2 separate regions of the Gossypium arboreum genome follow, and region 1 is linked to region 2. Evidence: chromatin contacts called from public Hi-C data. All regions are on one chromosome and are shown on one strand. The core of a region is the stretch at or near the end of the contact, and the rest is flanking DNA. Distances in the headings are between cores, read along the strand shown. Region 1 holds the start of LOC108473009. Region 2 holds the start of LOC108486613 (small RNA degrading nuclease 3).

The links. A called contact is a pair of places that touch in the nucleus more often than the background predicts.
Region 1: a Hi-C map of leaf shows a contact between it and region 2, with 4 times the contacts expected there. The contact joins the promoter of LOC108473009 here to the promoter of LOC108486613 in region 2. A contact is called at or near these places in 2 of 5 Hi-C or Micro-C datasets (both in leaf).

The regions. Positions count from the first base shown.
Region 1 is chr11:90,675,886-90,678,663 of ASM2569848v2, reverse strand. LOC108473009 reads left to right here and starts at 1,307. Exons shown (of 8, transcript XM_053022304.1): 1 at 1,307-1,977; 2 at 2,209-2,778. The coding sequence starts at 2,326.
Region 2 is chr11:90,165,830-90,168,824 of ASM2569848v2, reverse strand. LOC108486613 (small RNA degrading nuclease 3) reads right to left here and starts at 1,744. Exons shown (of 12, transcript XM_017790752.2): 1 at 1,416-1,744; 2 at 1,105-1,287; 3 at 910-999; 4 at 745-813; 5 at 514-654; 6 at 162-278; 7 at 13-82. The coding sequence starts at 1,448.

The DNA of each region.
Region 1 (2,778 bases), core at 58-2,557, 510 kb before region 2:
TGGCGTGTTTTTTAAACAAAATATTAGTTTAACAAAACAATGATATGTTAAGTTGGAATACATTTTGTTAGAAATTTTATTATTTAAAACTTATTACAAACTTAACATATCATTATTTTGTTAAACTAATATTTTGTTTAAAAAACACGTTAAAAACTTTAACAGAGTAATTAACAATATTAATTATTTGGAAAAAATTATAAAAATAGGACCAAATATTATTGTAGAAATTCAAGTATAAAGATTAAATTTTAATTTTAGGCCTAGTAGAGGGACCAAAAGTGATATAAGACCAATTTTTGTAAAATGCAAAGAAAGAAAAGGAAATGTGTAGGTGTTGTGCCTCTGTTAGGCACGACTAGTCGTGCTTACCGATGTGCTCGATTGTTTCAAGTATTTTTATCCGTATAAAACTCATATTTTTATCCATATATTAATATAAATATTAAAAATAATATAATAATAATTTTTAAAACAAAAAATAATAATAATAAATAATAGGTTGTGCCTGCAGTAGGCACAACCTCAAAAAGTATACCATTTTCGTAATTAATCTGACTGACAACCTATTTTGGTGTATAAATTTTTTTTTTATAATATTGGGGTAAAAAACCCATTATCTTCTTTTAGACTATTCTCCAACAAAAACCCCCAAAACCCGGAATCTGACTCTAAAAGGAGACCCAAAATAATTTTTGATAGAGTAAATTAGTCGATTTTTGAAGATAATGGAAAATAGGCTCAATTTTATTTAAAGAAATTGATTGATTTTAAAGATAAAATAATTTTGATAGAGTAAATTAGTCGATTTTTGAAGATAATGGAAAATAGGCTCAATTTTATTTAAAGAAATTGATTGATTTTAAAGATAGAAATAGAAAATATGTTTTGTATACGTATTTGAAAAATAATAGTTAATCTCTCAAGTTATTAAATAAAAGTGTTTTGCAGAATGCATTTTCAAGAAGTCAACAAATTTTTTTATTTTTCTATAAAATAGGTATATTTTTAAAATATTGAAAGGGGTTAAATTTCTAATTATTTTTTAAATACAGTATTTTCTTAAAAAAAACACACACACAGAGCATAATCTGTGTGTGTTCTTGTTATTTTGCAGAAAAGCAACCACCCTATATGTTTAACCATTTCAGGTTCATTCTTTCCTTTTTTTTTGCTACCTTAGTTTAGACACTAGACTGTTATTGGTGTTGACCCTTTCCTATGAAAGTAACCAGCTATAGTGATGTTGACCCTAGCCTTTGTTGGTGTCTTACACCGGGTGCAATCAACCATGTAACGCCCCCTCAGTAACCTGTTACAAATTTTCAAAATGTGATCACATAAAAAACCAACTATGGTAGCTTTAATGGTTATTAACTTTGTTAACTATTAACATTTTGCACCAATAATCTCTGAGATGCTACCTCCTTTTCACAGCTCCCTTCTTGTCAACACTGAAAAAGCTGAGTTGTCTGAGTTTTTCTTCTCTTTTTTTCCTCTTTAAATTTTGCTTTGTCGGGTACTAAGAATGATTTAGAGCTATTATTATCACTATTCTTATTCATGCCCCAGTATTTCTTCATAACCATCTCGCCATTGTTACCAACAAAAAAGCTAAGAGAAAGAATTAGTTGCAGAAACCACAAGTGTAGCTTCTTGTTTCCCGGGGCAGCGCCGCTTTGTTCTTGTTCCTCGTGCGTGTCCAACCCATATCTCGATAAGCCATTTGGTTTTCGTTCCTGGATTATATTTGATTCGATGTTCTTTTTGTTTCACCTTTTCTTCAACCGCCAGTTTCTCTCTTTATGTTTACACTTGATAGTTGATACCCTCTTTTTATTACCGTAAAGTAAGAGTTGCAGGGGATAAATTTTAAACTACGTCAAAATTGACTACTAAAGTGTTGAGCAACCCACGATCACAGGGAAGTCGGTGATGGTTTTTGAATTGTGTTGTTTGCTTTGCATTGAACCCAAGGTACATTCAAGTTTTCGTCTTGGATTTTTTTTTTTAACTAATTGATTATTGCAAGCATTTCCGGGTCCGGGCATCATATCCTTTTTTTAATGTTATAATTTTGTATTGGGATCCTTATTGGTGGTCTGCTGGACCAGAAGTTGGTTCCTCGTATCTATCCATGTTTTTAGAATTGTATATTCATATGTTGAATTGCTGGGTTCCAATCCCATTATTTTACATAATCAACAGAGTAAAAATCGGTCCGTGAATTGGGGGCTTTGAAAGGTATTAAAGGGGGTTCTAGGAAAGTCGTTGAGTTGCATAGAGCTGGTTTTCATGTGGAACATTGGTCTTAACTCTTAAGACATGCTGAGCTCTTATGAGGGAGAAAATGATGTGTTCTTTGATTCCTTGGATTGCTTGTTGGTTGAAGAATCACTTGTTGCGAAACATGGATTAGAGTATGAAATTTGGTTTAATGAGCTGCAAAGTGTGAAGGAGCGACGTGCAAGTTTTCTGCGATCCATGGATCTGGTTGAGTTTACAGAGCCATCAAGGATAAAGGATGTGAAGAGGATCACAGAGTGCAGTGGTGCCGTCCCAAGTTGTTCATTTTTATCTGTCAACAATGGCGAAGGAAGTATTGCTTGTTGCGAGAGAGAAATGACTTGTCAAGCTATTCCTTCGGTTGATGAATCAGAACTAGGACAGAGCTTTGCTCTCGACATTGAGAATGAGACACTTTCCCCTACTAAAGGATGTGAACAAAAGGAAGCTCAAGCATACTTGGATGAATGTGAAATTAATACCAAAAAATTC
Region 2 (2,995 bases), core at 495-2,994:
TATGCAACGTACCTTGCAAATCATTGTGCAAACCATGTCCCACTAAAATAGTTCCATTAGATAACAGCTTCTTCAGGGATTTCTGTGAGAAATTTTCCATTGCTCAGATAAACAACATTGAAGGAGATCCAAGAAACAATAAGATTAGAGCCATTGCATACCTGTATGTCAGCTACTGAACAAGTAACACCATCCAAGTCCCCTGCAGCTACTCCAGTAATCTCAGTCCGATAATCAGCCACTGCTTTGTTTGGTTTTATAAGTTCATTGATTTTGACCTGAAAAAAAAGAGTTCCTTTTTACCTAGCACAAGATAGATAATGATAATTAACAATTAATTGCCCTTGAACTCAACTAACGTGAGGGTAAAATTACCAAATTAGAAACATTTAGGAGAACCCACAGCAAGTTTTGCATTCATATGAGGTGGTATTTTGGAAACTAGTTAATATTAAGATGCTGTAGAGTCATAGGTCCTTTTTCTTAACTCTATTACAAAAATCCACTTGATACCTGTAAATCACGATCTACAGCACAAACTCTCACTAATGCTTCAGTTCCATCATCACAGAGAACCATTTCACAATCAACAGCAATCATCGCATTGGACTTCAGCGCCCGGGATTTTTTAGGGGGCTTGATAACAATCCATCCCTGCATATATAACTAATAAGGATTCAGGAGGATGGATAGAAGCATAAATGAGATGAAAGTAAAAATCTAAAAGAGATAGGATCGACAAACCTCATCAACTACAGGGAATGCATAATCAACCAGATATTGTGGGTGTTCCAGAGTTAAACGAACAAGACTCTACACTGCCACCAGAACCAGTTAACAAGACCAATCACAAAATGGTACTACGGAGCTACTTGCGATATGTATTGCCTCAGAAAAATGCTAGTATACCTGCTTAGGGGTTTCATTGTCCCGAGATTGTTTGCTAAATTGTTCAACTCTGTTCCTATTTAAATGACTTTGCAAAACTCTAGAGAAAAGCTGCAAACAAGCGATAGAAACAAACAAACATAACAGTCACATCCTCGAACCCAGATTATTAAACAAGATACTGTTATTGAAAACAAAGAGCGATCAGGAATATACTTCCAAATCATCATCTTTAGTAAATGTCTTAAGAAACGATACTAAGACATCATTGGACCGCTTCGAAGGATCACTCAAAGAAGCACCAAACTTTTTGTCATAAGTTTTCAAAAACTCCTTCCATCCTCCTTGTGTTCCTTCCAGTCCTCGCTTTTGAACCAACTTCACGATTTCAACAAGAACCTGTACATTTTCAGCATAAAGCATTAGACTTTAAAGGAATGAAAACTGAATTTAGTGAACATGTAACATTCTATTTTAAAAAATAAGTACTTTGGAAATTAACATATAAATATATCAAAGTGCCTTACCTTTTTCTCGGCAGTTTCAAGCTTCCTGTCCATTAGGAATTCAAGGGGAGAGATTGAAGGAGGCGCAAGCTATCAGCTATTGGGGTTAGGGTTTCTGGATTCTTCAGTCAAACCGAGCCGGACGAAATTGAACAATAAAGAAGGAACAAGTTAGACGGTTAAATATCAAATATGGTCCCTAAATTCAATCTCTTTGGGCAATCTACTACAACCTAGCAATAATCCTGCGACCACCACCGCCAAAATCTGGAACGACAGTCAAAAGCTGTTTCTTTAGGGTTAGAAACTGCTAAACGATTAGTTTAACTTTATTTGTTTTCTTTTAACCTTTTTAATTGAGACTAATTTTTTTTTTTTTTTTTTGGGTAAATTTCATTATAGTCACCCAGCAATTTTTTTTTCTCTTTTGTCGCTCAACTTTAGAAAGTTATAAAATGGTCATTTAACTATTAGTAAATTTTTTTAATCACCCAACTATGAAATGTTATAAAATGGTCTCACACAACTATTCAATTTTGTCTTTTTTGGACACCCAACTATCTTAAATATTTTGGTGTTTTCATTTTTACATTAACTAACCGATGATAGAATTGAATAGTTAGGTAATCATTACGTAACATTTCACTTTTTTTAATTAAATGAAAAAAAAATTACAAATAATTGGGTGACCATCTTAATATGGGCTGAACTTACCATTTAGCTCAAATTTTTTTGGCTTAAATACTTATTTGACCCTTGAATTTAACAACTTCTTCCGAATCTAATATTTATACTTTTTTCAACTTGATACTTAAATATTTTTACATTCATTATTTCAATGTCTTTTTGTAATATAGTTAAGTTTGGGATATGTGGCACTATGAATTTGAGACATATAGCACTAATAATGTTTACAAATTGTCAAAAGATTCGATTCATTAGAATTCGATCCAAGACTAGAAACTATTAGTAAAAATAGAATTTTCGAGATAGAAAGATGCAAAACTCTATATTTCTATTCTACTTTTTCTCTATTTAAATTATATATACATATGCAATAGAGAAATATAAAATTCATTTTATTTGTTTCTCCAAATTTGAATTTCATTTCATAGAAGGAAAAATTCGTTTTTTATCTTGTTGCTAGAGGTTTACTCATTAGTAATATTGGATAATAATTGTAACACCCCTTACCCGTATTCGACGCCAGAACAGGGTACAAGGCGTTACTGAACATAAACTCACACAATCATACAAAGCCGAGCCATAAAATTTTTCCCAAATTTAAAACTTTTCAAGCCATAAAATTTTTCCCAAATTTAAAACTTTTCATTCACATGCATATCGTCCCTTATATGGCCGTCGAGGCCCAAAATATATATTGGGTGTGGTTCGGGACTAAACTGAGAACTCTCGGAACTTATACAATACTAAATTTTTTTTCCTATTTTGGAGGGTCACACGCCCGTGTGGGTAGGCCGTGTGGTCTCATACGCCTGTGTGGCTTGGGACACGCCCATGTCCTCAGCCCGTGTAACTCTCTGTTTATGACTTCATCAACTAAATTGAGGTCGCACTAAATTGAGGTCGCACGGCCAAGT